Linked DNA regions of Zea mays: region 2 is linked to region 1. A link is a contact called in public Hi-C data. All regions are on one chromosome and are shown on one strand. The core of a region is the stretch at or near the end of the contact, and the rest is flanking DNA. Distances in the headings are between cores, read along the strand shown.

The links. A called contact is a pair of places that touch in the nucleus more often than the background predicts.
Region 2: a Hi-C map of leaf shows a contact between it and region 1, with 5 times the contacts expected there. The contact joins the promoter of LOC100279573 here to the promoter of LOC100277826 in region 1. A contact is called at or near these places in 2 of 25 Hi-C or Micro-C datasets (leaf and tassel).

The regions. Positions count from the first base shown.
Region 1 is chr5:125,778,079-125,785,669 of Zm-B73-REFERENCE-NAM-5.0, forward strand. It overlaps LOC100277826 (Tubulin binding cofactor C domain-containing protein), which reads left to right and starts at 3,164. Exons shown (of 9, transcript NM_001412165.1): 1 at 3,164-3,757; 2 at 5,354-5,494; 3 at 7,128-7,514. The coding sequence starts at 3,239.
Region 2 is chr5:126,323,143-126,330,733 of Zm-B73-REFERENCE-NAM-5.0, forward strand. It overlaps LOC100279573, which reads left to right and starts at 3,713. Exons shown (of 20, transcript NM_001155598.2): 1 at 3,713-3,828; 2 at 4,091-4,168; 3 at 4,287-4,349; 4 at 4,436-4,477; 5 at 4,820-4,885; 6 at 4,984-5,049; 7 at 5,443-5,556; 8 at 5,734-5,797; 9 at 6,019-6,101; 10 at 6,306-6,355; 11 at 6,441-6,518; 12 at 6,676-6,804; 13 at 6,899-6,941. The coding sequence starts at 4,118.

The DNA of each region.
Region 1 (7,591 bases), core at 1,914-4,413:
ACTCGAAAAGGCGCCTCGGGAAACCAACATTCTCATAGTAAAACGTCACCTGTCAACGGTCACATTTCAAAAAACCCCGTGGGGACCACTTCAACCTTACGAGGGTGACGTTTCGACTACCTCCCGAAAAAGACTTAGGGACCAACTCACCAAGTTGAATTAGCCCCTCGGGGGGCTAGTGTTGGAGCGAAGGCCGTCTGCCCCCCTCGTTCAGGCTGCTTTAATATAAATTGAACAGTTTCCATTACAGACACATGAGGTGAAGGGTACTTTAACCTGTACATAAGGCAAGGCCTCGATCAGAGAACTAACGAAGGCTTGGAGGCGAAGGGACATGTCCCTTAAAGAGGAGGCTCCTCAAGACTTAACTTGCCATCACCACTCGCTTGGGTGGCTCTGAGTACAAGTCTTGGCAAAGATCGAAGACATGTTGCCCCAGAGCGAAGAGTGTCGCGTCCCAGGGAAGACCGCATGGTCTGTGGGATGGGCCCATGCGACGCCTCGCTGGCCACTCGGGCCCATTTTGTAAGCCCCATCTTGAGTAGGGTTTGTGGTGTATTTAATTAGGTTGTACTTAACCTCGCTATAATGACTTGTAATGACCCCCTAGGAGGGAATATTCCGGGGTGACAACAAGTAACCGGGTGCATAATCGTACTTCGAAGGGCATGCCGACCCACCTGGTTACCTATAAATACCCCTGCATTGTACATTGATGGGACACGCTTAACAAGACACTGCCGCTCCCTGCCCATTATTTTGTTGAGCACCTGAGCATTCCCACTTCCCGTTGTCTAGGCCTACTCGACGACGTGTCAGACGGTTCCAACACCATCTACCAACCAAAAAGTATTTTCATTGTCTATTTTCAATAACACGCTCAATGGAAGGTTTTTTCGGACCTATGGCACAAGCCTCCCCTTGCTTTGGATAATTCACATTTTGAGCCCATTATAGAAAACAAACTAATCCCGCGAGGGGCTACTGTTGGGGCGAGTCTTGGTTGAAGGTTCTCATGTTAACGTTATCGAGTGTTTAAGTCTATTTCAGGGGATCAGAGGATATGTGCTTCGACAACTTTGCTTCGACAACTTTGCTTCGACAACTTTGCTTCGACAAACTGGACAAGGAGGGGAGGATTTGGCAATATAAGTGATGAGAAGCTTCGTCACACTATATGATTCATTAGACGAACAAAGCATAAGCTAGTCACGCGCGCACTACATAGACGAGGGAGTCTAGAGATGTTTATGGCACGACTCCAAATGAAAAAGACGAAAATACCTCTTATGCACCCTATAGACTTTGTAAACAGAAATCGTGTTATAAATGTAATTTTATATGAAGGTGTACATGAACAGGTCCCTATAAGTAGGTCTAAAGTGCCCGCATTTAAGGGGATGCTCGTCTCGGTCTGTGAGCTCTGATTCTGAAGCTCCCATTTTGTAACATCATTCGTGTGGTCAAGCAACGACATGAAGGTAACCCCATAAAGAGACGACACATACTAATAAAAGAGAACATTCCATCATTGTTCATTGTGTTCATTTTCCTTAATAACCTTCTCCCCTTACCTTGTCATATTTGATATGGTAAAGGGAAAGATATACAGTCTGATTATGTTGCCTTGTTATATACCCAAGCATGTATTTTAGTAGGTGATAAAAAACACCAAATTAATCTAAAGTCCATCTCTTATTCAATATGCCATTTTCACTGTCTAAGCTGTATTTCTATATTGGATAAAATTTAATTTCTTGATCCTATGATCAAACAATTAGCAAACTAGTTATTTTATTGGGTTATGATGATAATCAAACACCAAAACTAATATAGGAATGGCTTAACGCCCATTTTCCTTTCAAGCACACTAAGGACGCCCATTTTCCTTTCAAGCACACTAAGGACGCCACACGCTCTCTCTAGCCGAATCTCGCCTTAGCGGCACTCTTCGATTGGGTCCTCCTTGTTGCCTTCTGAGCAGCAGTGCATGCGAGCGCACAATGGTTCTCTACACAACGACACGGTGATTCGCACCGTGCACAAGACGTTCAAGGACTGCGTTCGTGTGCGTGGCCTCTGCGACAACTTTCATGTTGCATTCCTTACTATTGCCTTCGCTCCAGTGACGCACACGACAACCATCACCTAAAGGCGAAGAGCGATATGGAGCTTGATCAAAAGGCTGCTGGAATGGGTTGACCATCGATGGACTGTTGACGATGGTACGCACGAACAGAAGGACGTTTCCGATGCAGAAGTAAAACTATTAGAGTTGGTCTAAGAGGGTGTTTGGTTTTCTTGACTAAAGTTTAGTTTATGGACCTATTTATTTGGGATTATAATCTGTCCAGGTGATATATTCTAACTTATTTTGAACTACCGTTTAACTCGGAATAAATTAGATTATATAATCTAAGCAGATTACAATCTTAAACAAACAGGTTATATATCACATCAGATGTTTGTATGTCAATTACAAGTTTTAAATATAATCTAATTACAAAACTAATTATACATATGAAGATTAAACACTAAGACAAATTTATTAAACCTAATTAATTATGATTAGCAAATATATACGGTAGCATCACACGCCGAATCATTTATTAGTTAGACTTAGGTCTTATTTAAATGTATTCGAACTAATAGTTAGCAGATAAAATTAGTTGAAGACATCTATGGGGGTGTTTGAATGCAATAGAGATAATAGTTAGTGACTAAAATTAGTTGAAACATCCAAACACCCTAGCTAATAGTTAAGCTATTATCTATTTTTAGTAAATTAGTTAATAGTTAGGTAGTTATTTGTTAGCTAGCTAATTCCACTAATAATTTTTAGTCAACTAACTATTAGTTATAGTGCATTCAAACACTCCATACAGCCCAACTAATAATTTAAATATTAGTTGTTTTTAGCTAGAGACATCCAAACTCCACCAGCTAATTATCAGATGCACTCTCAACTACTCATTAATTTATTAGCCCGTTCAACCTATCTAAAATCATCTAATAGTTAGACTGCTATTTGTTAGCTACGTAATTGTGATTTTTTTAACATGAAAATCCTGCTAATCCCGTCTAGGAGCCAAATCAGATTAGAAATCCCCAAACTACCCTTTAAAAAAATGGAAAAAAAGCCCCCCCGTCGAGTCACTTCCTCCGATCCTCGCCATTCCGACGCCGCACTCGCAGATCTTCCCTTCGTCCTCCACGCCCCACCCCTCGCGTCGCCGCTATGGCCGACGAGGCCCTGGACCAGCCGCCAGACGCGGCCCCGTCTCCGTCTCTGGCCCCAGCGACGCCGCCGGCCCCCGCCACCTCGTCCCCCGCGGCGCTGCTCCGCCCGCGTCGGGAGGCGTTCGAGCATGGGCTCCTGCCCATCCCCAAGCTCATCTTCCCGGAGGGCATGCTAGCGCAGACCCTCGCCCAGCTCAAGGAGAAGCTCGCCGCCTCAGTCCCCGACGGGCGCGTGCGCGCTGCGGCCCTGGCTGAGGCGCTGCAGATCCCGCAGGAGCAGGCGGCGCTCGCCCTCGGCACGCTCGCGGCGGTGCTCCCGGCCGAGGACCCCGTGCTTGGGGACGGCGCCATGGATGGTGCTGCCGCCGACATCCGCGACGTGCTGCTCTTCCTCTATATCCAGTCTTACAAGCGCCTCGTTCCGCGGAGCGCGCACAAGGACTCGCCCGCCGTGGCGGACGTCTGGCCGTCCACCTCCGCGTTCGATGGGTACCTCTCCGCGCTCTCCCCGATCCAGGTCAGGATTAACACATCTCGTTCGTGTGATCGTTTTTTTAAAAGATTGTGATGCGAGCGCTAGTAGTCGATGCAGAACATAATGTGTTCCACGTTCATTTGAATTAGATGCGACATCTCCGTGGGACGGTGGCACGGTGCACTGTGCCCCCTGTACCCGGCAACAACCAAACCTTGAATATGGTTCATTGACCAGTGAAATTGTGCTATACTGGAGGCCTGCCTGTTGGTATTCTCGATGGCACACACCCATGGCACACCTCACCATAGGAACCTAGCACTGTCAAAATGCTGTTTTTGACATCTTCGACAAGTGATGTCAGACCCATCAAAGAGACTATTGCCACCCTGTTATCATGTGATGCTGCTCTAGAAAAATATCCAGCCAAGGCATTTGACTGCTAAAAATGGAATTCCATAAACTCAACTCCAGCCCTTGTAGACTTCATGTTCAGCAAGAGATATCATGACTGAAGACTATAGTGGTCTATGATTGCTATACCTAGTATAGCAATTATACGGTCGCTTGGTTTCATTAAGTTGCCATATATCTGCAAATTACTTAGCATACATACATGCTGTAAGTAGATTAGAGCTTCTGATTTTGGCTGAATTTCACTTCAATAACCACTGCTTGATAATTGTATCATATTCCATGCCCTTATAGCAGTGCAATTTCCTCACTAGCAAATCTAGACTCTCTGTTTCATATAGATTTACACCTGATCATAGGATTTAAATAGCTGCAAGTGAATTCCCCATGAAACAAACAGTGTCACTCAGACTACACTGCACAGATCATCTTATGGTCTGAAGTATGCCTGGTTCTCTGTTTTGAATGGTGAATATAAGAACTGATAATTTCTTAAATCCATATGTCCACAACATTTAAATTTGTATGCTAATTGTAAATAGTACCCACTGTGCACTAACTCCCATAGGTTCCTTGCCTGCAGAGTGTTTGATCTTTTTTTTTTGTATAGAGAGCTATTCACAATTTATACTTTAGGTTCCAGTTTCATGTTTTTCTGAAGCAGCATTTTTTACTCAAAAGTCAAAATGACAGCTATAGCTATTCGGCACCCAGACCGAATCCACAACATAAAGAGTTAATCAACCTTTCCTTTTTCATTTCGAGACATGGTGATACAATTTATCTTTTGTGAATTGTGATTCACTTCGGTAGAGCTCTTCTTGATTCTAATGCTCTGTGGGAAGTGAGAGATTCTCCTAGAGAAGTGATTTTGTGACAAAGTGGTTCTCTATGATTCAATAAGATAAACTCTACCAAAGAAGTGATTCTATGTGGAAGTGAATCAGGAGAAACTATTTTTTTAGCTCCCAGCCCTTGTTTCATTTCCAGACAATCACTTCATACAATCTTCTATATAATATCTTTTAATCTAGGAGCTGCACTGGGAGCTTTGTCAAATAAGGTTTCATTTACTTCTATAGTTGTATCTTTGTTATTGGCTGTAGCATATATTTCCCTAGTCAGTTTTAGCTGTGCTGCCATCTTCCATTTCAAATGGTTAGATTGGCTATTCAAAATCATCTCTGACATGCCTTTAATTATTTCAATTTATATTTTTTGCAGCTTGTTCGCAGCAACAGCCGCCGTTTTATGCCTTCTCAAGCTGATGAAGAAATTCATCAGTTGTCCTTTCTGCAAAAGCATATGGCGAATATTCTTACTCTCTTGGCAGATTCTGTTGAGGGTGAGGGTGACGATTCACTGGTATGCCACCATTTCTTCTGAGCAATATGCTCTGGCATGTTTTGTTTTCTGATTTTCCTGCTAAAGCTGAGATTATGAACAGCTGGTTAAACAATAACCTTTAACATCAGAATAGACAGTAATAGAAACGGGTGATTCCTGTAAAATTGCACGTAAGGCTCTGTTTTCACTTTTTTCTAGATGCAGGTCTTCACTCCAAGTATAATATGAGATATGATGTGAGTTATCATGAAAGAAATAAACATACAGACACAAGTTGACATGTCTACAACTAATCTTAAGAATCAAATATAGAAGAGTGAGAATGGGTGTTTTATGCATATGGTGATATATATGGTCCAAATGACATTTCATCCTTTTGTTTTTTTAGGATAGGGAAATGCTACAAGGCACTAAAACTGAAGTCGCTTTGCCAGTGGACACAAAAAAAGTCCTATTTTGCTGGTGGATACTCTTCCTTGTGACAATTTTGCCGAAAGACACCAAGTCCAGTAAAATGTCCATTTCAGCTTGGGAGGAGAGAGAATTGTGGTGAAATGATGTTTTTACCCCTGGCGCTTCTTCCTTCCTTTCTATTATTTCTCTTTCATCTCCTTTCTCTCTCCTGTAGAACCTAGGCGGTCATGACATGGTGCCATGGCAGGCGTGTGGCATGGCTGCAGTCGGACTCGAGCATGCAGCGCGGCTGTGGTTATCACGATCGCATGAGATGCGAGGCATAGGGGTACACATGGACAATTTCTGAGGTGCGCAGTGTGCCGGCGAGGAAGTAGTGCTCTGGAGTCGACGAGGAGAGGCCACAACTGGATTGAGCATGTGTGCCTAGATTGGGGGTGCATTGTGTGCACTGAATTGATGAGCGGTGCTGTATGAATTTAGCATGATTATGGTGACGAGCTTGGGAGGTGCCATGCTGATTCGGTTGCCACCCTGCCTGATGGTTGTCGCTTGCTTAGCTCCGATGCCAGGCTGAGCCTCACATCCTTGCACACCTGGTCTGTGCCTCTGTACGCCACACCGCCGCCCACACCCCCTTTGCCACCGTACCACTGTTGTGCTGCCTTTGCCCATGGTTGGCTTGCTGCTGGCTACCAACGAGTGCGCTAGGTGACGGAGTAGCCCTTCAGGTTGCACATTGCCGCTGGCGAGGCCCCATCTGACGGCCAATGCTCACACCGCAAAGGGAGATAAATGGGAGGAAAGAGAGAATTGAAATGGAGTAGGGAAGAAGAAAGGGACAGGGGTGAAAGCGTCATTTCCATCGTAATTTTCTCTCATCCCGAGCCAGAAGTGAATATTTAATGGATGCAGTGTCTTCCAGTAAATTCGTCATGAACCAGAGTGTCCACCAGCAAAGCGCCTTCACTTTGTGTCCTGTAGCAAAATTTCCCGTTAGGATATTGTTTTGAAAGTAATTGTGTTTTTAGGTTTTGACATAGAAACTTTAATTAGGCCTTGAAGAAAATGTCGTCTGTTTTTTTACAAATGGACACATGAAAGATGATATTGATGTCTGTACTGTATGCCTTACTCTTCAATGTGGGGGCAAAACTGCTTGTGATAAGACCATTGTGTTGCAGAATGCTGACTCAAAAGAGTTGTTGACCATTTTTTTGCATTGATTTTTACGCAGGTATTGACAATGGAGACTTTTGAGCACCTTGGATTTCTAGTTCAGTTCTCAGAAGGAACTTCCTTAAGCCAGGCTGCTACATTTTTTGCAAACTCAGACCCAGACATGCCTGCTGTGCCTGTCCCTGCTGCTCAGGTTCTTGATTGGATGTCACAGAACATAGCTTTTTCGCTGGAATATTCTTCTGAGAGGTCCGTAGCTAAGGAAAGCAACCAGCAAACCATGTCTGATCTTGATGTGACCATGGCTGAGGCCAATACAAGTCACTCACGGAACAGCACACCAAGTGCTAATCCTGCATACTACAGAAATGTAACGTTTGTGGAGGGCTTTTCCAAAACCTCTGTTGTCAAGCATGCATCTGATGTCAAAGGGAATTCAATAAAGGTACGTTGATTGTTTTAATAGCTAACTTCTGGATAATGGCCATTGACAGATTTTAATCTTTCTCCTTTAACAAAGTT
Region 2 (7,591 bases), core at 2,463-4,962, 550 kb after region 1:
CGTATCCCACTAGATGCATCTTATGGCTAGCCGATTTTGATGTTTCCTTACTTCGGCTTTCACATGTCATACCCCGCTGGTGCAAGTGCACTAGCGAAAAGAATGGGGTGCCATCTAATTTTTCTTTTAAGTAGGGTCGCAACCCATTGAAAGCCAGCCCTGTTAGTTGTTTTTCTGCGACATGAATCTGAAAGCATCGGTTTCTAGTGTCCCGGAACCTTTGGATATAGTCATTAACCGATTCTTCAGGCCCCTGTCGGACTGAAGCTAAGTCAGCCAATTCTAATTCATGTTCTCCTGAGAAGAAGTGTTCATGAAATTTCTGCCCTAATTCTTCCCAAGAGTTAATAGAGTTTGGTGGCAAAGCTGCGTACCATGCAAATGCAGTATCGGTAAGGGACAACAAGAATAAACGAACGCGGTAGGCTTCCCCATCAGCCAATTCTCCCAAGTGTGCTATGAATTGGCTAATATGTTCGTGTGTGCTTTTCCCACCTTCACCAGAAAATTTAGAGAAGTCTGGTATTCTAGTTCCCTGTGGATACAGCACGGTGTCGAATCGGTGGCTATAAGGCTTCTGATACGATTGCCCTGTACCTGACACACTAACACCGAGTTTGTCCCTGAACATCCCGGCTACCTCGTCTCTGATCCTCTCCGCCATGTCTGGCGACCATCCATTGAGTTTGTGGGTGGAAATCTCAGGTTGCCTGACATCACTCTGTCGACTTTCCTCCCAGGGATGTTTGATGTGTGTGTTAGGTGTCCTATTAATGTCACCAGCTCCTGCCCTATACCTCTCAGGCTCTCTTGTGGCCGAACAGTATTCAGCCCTATGTCCATGAGGTGGTATGGTATGATTATAATGTGTTGCTGGTGGGGCACCATAATGTTGTTGCGATGAATGTGGAAATTGTGCGTACTGCGCAGCTCTCGGCTCTGCGTACGCATATCCAGACGGTCCGGCGTAAAAGGCCGGATGGTCCGTGACCTGGCCAAATGGTCCGAAGGTATATCCAGATTGTCCAGCCGTATATGGTGCTACCTGGGTAGTCTCGTACCCAGACCGTCTGTCGTAAAGAACTCGACGGTCCGTGATCGGGCCGAATGGTCCAAGGCTGTACCCGGACGGATCGGTCATATATGGCGCGACTTGGGCAGTCTGCGCGTGGACTCGTGTAGAGTCGGATGGTCCGGTAATACGTTGGCCGGTTCATGCCATATCCGGACGGTCCGACGTAAGATAGCGGACGGTCCGCAACATATCCAGACGGTCCGGTGTGATGCACCGGACGGTCCGTGATGGGGCCGAATTGTTCGGGGTTGTACCCTGATGGTCCGGCCATGTATGGTGCGACCTGGGCGGTTTGTGTGCGGGCCTGCATCTGGTCGGACGGTCCGGCGAAATACGCCGGACGGTCCACGGTATAACTAGACTGTCTGAGATGATGCTCGAACGGTCCGGCCGCGTCCAGTACTTGTCGCGTGCCTAGTGGTTGTGGCTGTGATGGTGGCACGAAAGTGTGCATCGGCATACCATATGATGGCTGGGTCAAGGGTGACCCATTTATAGCCGATGTGTTTGACGCGGGTGGCTCTGTATTAGACTCTTGCGATGGAAAGATAGGAGCAGCTGATTTCTCGTATGAACGTAGATGCATTTTAATAGATTCATCTACATATTGCTTTAACTGATCTCCTCGTTGATCCATGAAAGTCGTAAGAGATAGATCTGGAGTACTTACAGCGGGACCCTGAAGTGGAGGTAGGAGAGATTCCATATCGATCTCCCCTTGACGGATGATCTTCTGGTGGCGATCCACTGTGAAGTGTGACAAATACTTTTCTGCCGCCTCCTTGCGCCGTTCAGAGAGTTTATGCAGCAGTTCCGCCTCTTCCTTGTCGCGTTGTTCGTTCCATTGCCGCATCACCTCCTTCTCATCGCGCATTACGAGGTCTTCAAAGGGTCTTTGGTCATCAGCCGGGAGCGCCTCCATGGCTGGCTTGATGATGTTGGTGGTGGAGATCTTGGTGTGATCCTTCGAACCGGCCATCTATGGGCCGATTTTTAGCAGGTCTAGACACCTATTCCCTAGCGGAGTCGCCAAAAGTATGTTGACATCTTTTTCGGGCGCCAAACACTGCGTGAGAATCGGTGGCGGTGCCTTCTGCAGAGGCGCGGACGGTCCGCGACCAGGGGCTGGACGGTCCGCGACCTGGTACAGGGGCTGGCGTTCCCTGCCTGATGGCCGGACGGTCCGCGCCTGCGCAGGGGCGGCGAAGGTCGCCGGCGGCGCCTGGATCTCACTCCTGGGAGGGACCCCGTCGGGGAGGAGAGATCCTAGGGGTTGTCTAGCCTCGGGCCGGCCGACCTAGACTCCTCTAATCGGCGTAGAGTCGAAGAGAGGCGAAGAATTTGGGGATCGAGAGGCTAAACTAGAACTAGACTAGAATTACTCATAATTGTGCTGGAAATAAATGCGAAATAGAAGTGGTATTGATTCGATTGTTAGGGGGTTCAATCGGCCGTAGCCCTTCATCTATATAAGGGGGAGGTCTGGATCCGCTTTGAATTGATTTCCGAGTCAATCCCATGGTTTTAGGTAACAAATTTCACGAGAAATTAGGAACCCTAACTGACTCTGCGCACGCGCGGACCGTCCGCGCCATCACCGCGGACAGTCTGGACCGCGGACCGTTCGGCCTCAGGTTCGGACCGTCCGCGCCGGTCGTTTTGACTTCCAACACTCATGCTATAAAGAAGTAAAGAAAAACACTAATTATTTTGGGTATTGTCTCCTGCACATTATTTTGGGTATTGTCCGCGCCTGCACGAAACGCTGACGCTGCAAGGAACGCGCGGAGGGGACGGGGAGAGCCGGAGAGGCACGAAGAAAACTCATAGAGATAGAGACGTAATCTTCAACGATCAGGATTTCATTCTTTTTTCCATGAAAAGTGTGAAGCCGTCTCACTTTCTAGGTGGCAAAGTGTGACCTAGCTACCAAATTCAAATCATTCACCTACAGATTATTCGATCAACCTTTCTAAACAACCAGGATCATGTGTTTGCTCACGAGAGCCAAAAACCGATGCCCCTTTTCTTTCTTGTGGAATCGAAATATGGAAGAGGTACGCGTTGCATCAGATTTTGTTTTTAATTTGCAGTTGTGTGTTCAGTGTTCTATTCTTCATTTTACATATTATTAATTTGTGACTACAGCCCTGAAGCGCCTTTCCATCCATGTATAAAATCCCATATTACGGAGGACTGAAAGGGGTGACATTCATATATATATATATATATATGGCTGGAGCTTAAAAGTCCAATCTGTGTTCTTTTCTACCTCTTTCGGTCTCCGCTGAGACTTGAAACAGCCTTTCATGGATGTACTGAAGAGAAAAAGAACCTTTTGTACCATAAGATAGTAGAACAGAATTGGTGTCTCAGGTATCTTTGCCCCACCGTCTCCAGTATCTCAAAAATCCAACGCATAACTCACAAAAATGACCATAATATGGTTTGAACCGTTTGTTTACAAATTTGGATATGCCATTTCGATTTCAGATTTCTTCAAAGTTCTGAGTCTCCAAATTGGCAAAAAGTTGAAGTTAATGGGGGCCATGTGCATGTGTCCGGGTCCGGCATCTGGAAATGGAATGGTACTCCAATATATATTCGGCTCGCCCCTCACCAACCGGTGGAGGACGACGACCGGTCCCATTCCCCCCGCCCCAACTTGTCAGGACTCAAGAGGCTCCCCTCCTCCCTCGCCGCGGAACACGCGCGCCGTCGTCGCCAGCCCGGGTTCATTTCTCCGTTCCTTGGTAAGCAAGTCTAGGCCTAATGTTCGTTTTATTCGCTGGGATTGGGATCTCTTCCCCATCGCGAGCCCTCGAATCCAGCCTCATCTTCGTCTCCGATCTGCCCCCCGCTCAGCCGCGGATTCTTTCGCTGCGTGGTGGGACGGAGCCGAGTAGTAATTATCCGTTTGCTTCCCCTAATTTCTTCTCTGGGGTCTCGGTCAAATTCGGCTGCGGCGGTGACCTGATGGGATCCTCTATTTGTTTGGTTGCTGTGTCTGTGCAGGTGCGGTGGTAGCCGAGCGCTCCGGCCATGGCGTTCTATCGGGGCCTCACCGCAGTCTCGAGACTGCGATCACGCATGGTGAGTGGTCCGTGTAGCGGTGGCGCTTTGTCTTCGTGTCTGTGTGTATGTATGCTGCTTCACCGGTTGTGGGGGTTGTCGTGCTGATATTTTTTCCCCGTGCTGCTCGTGTTGCCAGGCGCAGGAGGCCACCACGCTGGGGGGTGTGAGGTGGCTGCAGATGCAGAGCGCGTCCGATCTCGTAAGACAGTTCGTCTTCCTGTTATGCCTTGTGGTAGAGTTTTGTGTACTCTGGATAGCATGCTGATTGTGTTTCTGCAAATGCAGGATCTTAAGTCCCAGTTGCAGGAATTGATTCCGGAACAACAGGTTTGCTGCGCGTAGACTATCTGTAAATCTTGTAAAGTCGAAAAGTTCTTGGGGGGTATCTGATGCCTTTATCTTCTGTTCTTTTAGCCAATAGCAGCTAATAGAGAATGGTGTCATGTGTCAATCCCTTTTCCTTTAGCTCATTATTTCTGTGTTCAATACATTTTCACCTCAAATGCATGCAGGAACATGTCTGCACGACTTTAGTTTTGCACCTAGCTGTAGTTGGCAAATTTAGAATAATAAAAGTTTATTATGAAAATCTACTTTGTACTTTGTTTATCTACCCACCTGTCTTCATCTGGCCTTGCTGTTCTCATATGTTAGTCTGTTTTGTTACAGGATCGCTTAAAGAAGCTCAAGTCAGAGCATGGAAAGACCCAGCTTGGAAACATAACTGTGGATATGGTATGATATATTGCTTATCAATTGTCTATGGATAGTTTTGTTGCTTTTATAGCATATACTAACTTATCCTGGGAAATTCCTGAATGATGTTCCTCCAGGTCCTTGGTGGAATGAGAGGGATGACTGGAATGCTTTGGGAAACATCCCTACTTGATCCAGAGGAGGTAATCTTGCAAGCATCCTCTTCATGATGCTATGTTAGCATAGTGTACTATTAGCTCGTGCCCACTCTATGTCAAAATATGTACACTGTTCCAAATTTAATTCAGTATTACACAAGATCTACAGAAGATGCATGGGTTTTTTTAATAACACACGAATTTGCTGTAGTTGAAGCCTTGAAGGTTAAGCGTTTTTTAGCATGGTAGCTGCATTTCTTGTTTCTTTATTTGGGTTAATTTGGAGCTTGTCAAACCTGAATGGCTGGACGTACATCACTCATCATCTTTGTTTTTTGATGTAATAATCTAGTTTTGACATTAACATATTTATGAATTTCAAAGTGAAGCAATGAATCACATCATTCATGCGCTAATAACGACTTCTTTTCTATCCAGGGTATTCGTTTTAGGGGCCTCTCAATTCCAGAATGCCAAAAAGTGCTGCCAACAGCAGTTAAGGGCGGTGAACCTTTGCCTGAGGGTCTCCTTTGGCTTCTTTTGACGGGGAAGGTATATGCCTTCCTATATTCATTCAATTTAAATTTAAAAATGTGCCAAATGTGTTCTGTTAAGAATACATTTCTCGCCTATCTTTGTATTTCCATTCCTTTAATATATTTTAGTTTTTTTCCCAATTCTCATCCTATTTCTATAAGTTTTAAGGCTGTGTTTTTTTTCTTGTTTCAGGTCCCAACCAAAGAGCAAGTTGATGCACTATCAAAGGAATTGCTTGCGCGCTCAACTGTTCCAGGTATTCTGTGCACACTGCTGTCTGCTTGTGTTATTGTTTTGACCAATTAAATCTACAATTTATCTGAACAAATTGATGCTAATGTCTCCCTATTCTAAAATTCAAAGGTAGTCACAGATCATCGAGAAATCTATATATTTCTGTTAGTATGATTGTGTTAAGTTTATATGTTCGATCTTGCCACTTTGCTCTCTAGCAGCTGATAATTAATATGGTTGCAGCTCATGTCTATAAGACAATAGATGCTCTCCCAGTAGATGCACATCCTATGACACAGTTTACCACAGGAGTAATGGCTCTTCAGGTGATTACATTTCTGTCATGCTCTTTTCTAAATATAATATCATAATTGTGAAATAAAATAGCATTTTCCTTGTGATTTATTTGCACTTTTTAGAATTGGACGCAAGTTGTATTTAAATTAATTTCCTATTGTGTCATGGATGCTCTTTGTAAATTCTAAAGCCTAAAAAATGACTTACTTTTCCATTTTCAAACCCCATTTCAGGTTGAGAGTGAATTTCAAAAGGCTTATGACAATGGATTGCCAAAGTCAAAGTAAACTTGGGATTTGTACTGCCTCCCATTTTCTTATGTGTTCAGTGGTTGCTTTCTATGGTGGTCAAAATTATTGTTTGTATAGGTTTTGGGAGCCTACTTATGAAGACTGCTTAAATTTGATTGCTCGGCTTCCACCAGTGGCTTCTTATGTTTACCGGAGGTAGCTTTTGTTTAGAAATGTTTCATTTTTAATGCACTTACTGGTGGTGACATCAGTCAATTTTTTCCTGAACTAGTTGTGTACAGATGTTTTTTTGAAACAGCTGCATTCAAATTTTAGAATTAATGAATTATATTGTTTCATTTGTTTTTTGAAGAATTTTCAAGAGTGGGAAATCAATAGAAGCCGATAATTCTTTGGACTATGCGGCAAATTTCTCACACATGCTTGGTTTTGACGACCCAAAAATGCTGGAGCTGATGCGGCTCTATGTAACAATTCACACGTAATTTTGCATCCATCCTTGTTTGTACTTTTATTATGTTTCAGAAGTACTCGTTTTCCTCTCATACTGTGACCTGTCACCTGTGTTCTTCTAGTGATCATGAAGGCGGGAATGTCAGTGCTCATACTGGTCATCTGGTAATATTTGTTCTCTTGTTGTAATCTTTATATTTTTTGTTAGTGTTTCTTAACGATCCAAGATAATGACAGCTGTCGGCGTGATACCCTATTTTGTACCATCATTGCACTTTGCTTTTGGTTTGCTACAATGTGATTATTACTCCTGTGACAATACTTTAGTATGTACTTTTAAAGCGAACTGAATTGTTAATCTGGAAATACCTTTTTAAAAAGTGCATGATAGCACTTATTAGGAACTGGATCTTGGAACAGGATAAGAGGGTTAGTTTTAGCATATACTTTGCTAATTTAATCATGATTCGCCAGGACTAATTCATATTACTTGTTCCATCTTTGTTATATTCCATGTATTCCATAGTAGTGAGTATAAATTTTTGGTTCTAACAGTAGTCCGGGTATGTTGTTACACTTGTGTCGGCTATTGTAGATCAGGAGAGCTCCATGTGATGGAGGATCATAATGTGTTGGAAGGGGGTCTGGGGATCATTGTAGTTGTAGAAGTATTTTTTATTGTGTACTCTTAATCCATATTCGTCTAGGTTGTAGAGAATTTCGTGATACATGTATGTGGATAGAACTGTTGTTGTTTGACACTGGTTATTTTAATCCTTTTTTTTTGCTATTTTAATCCTATAATTGCTTGCAAC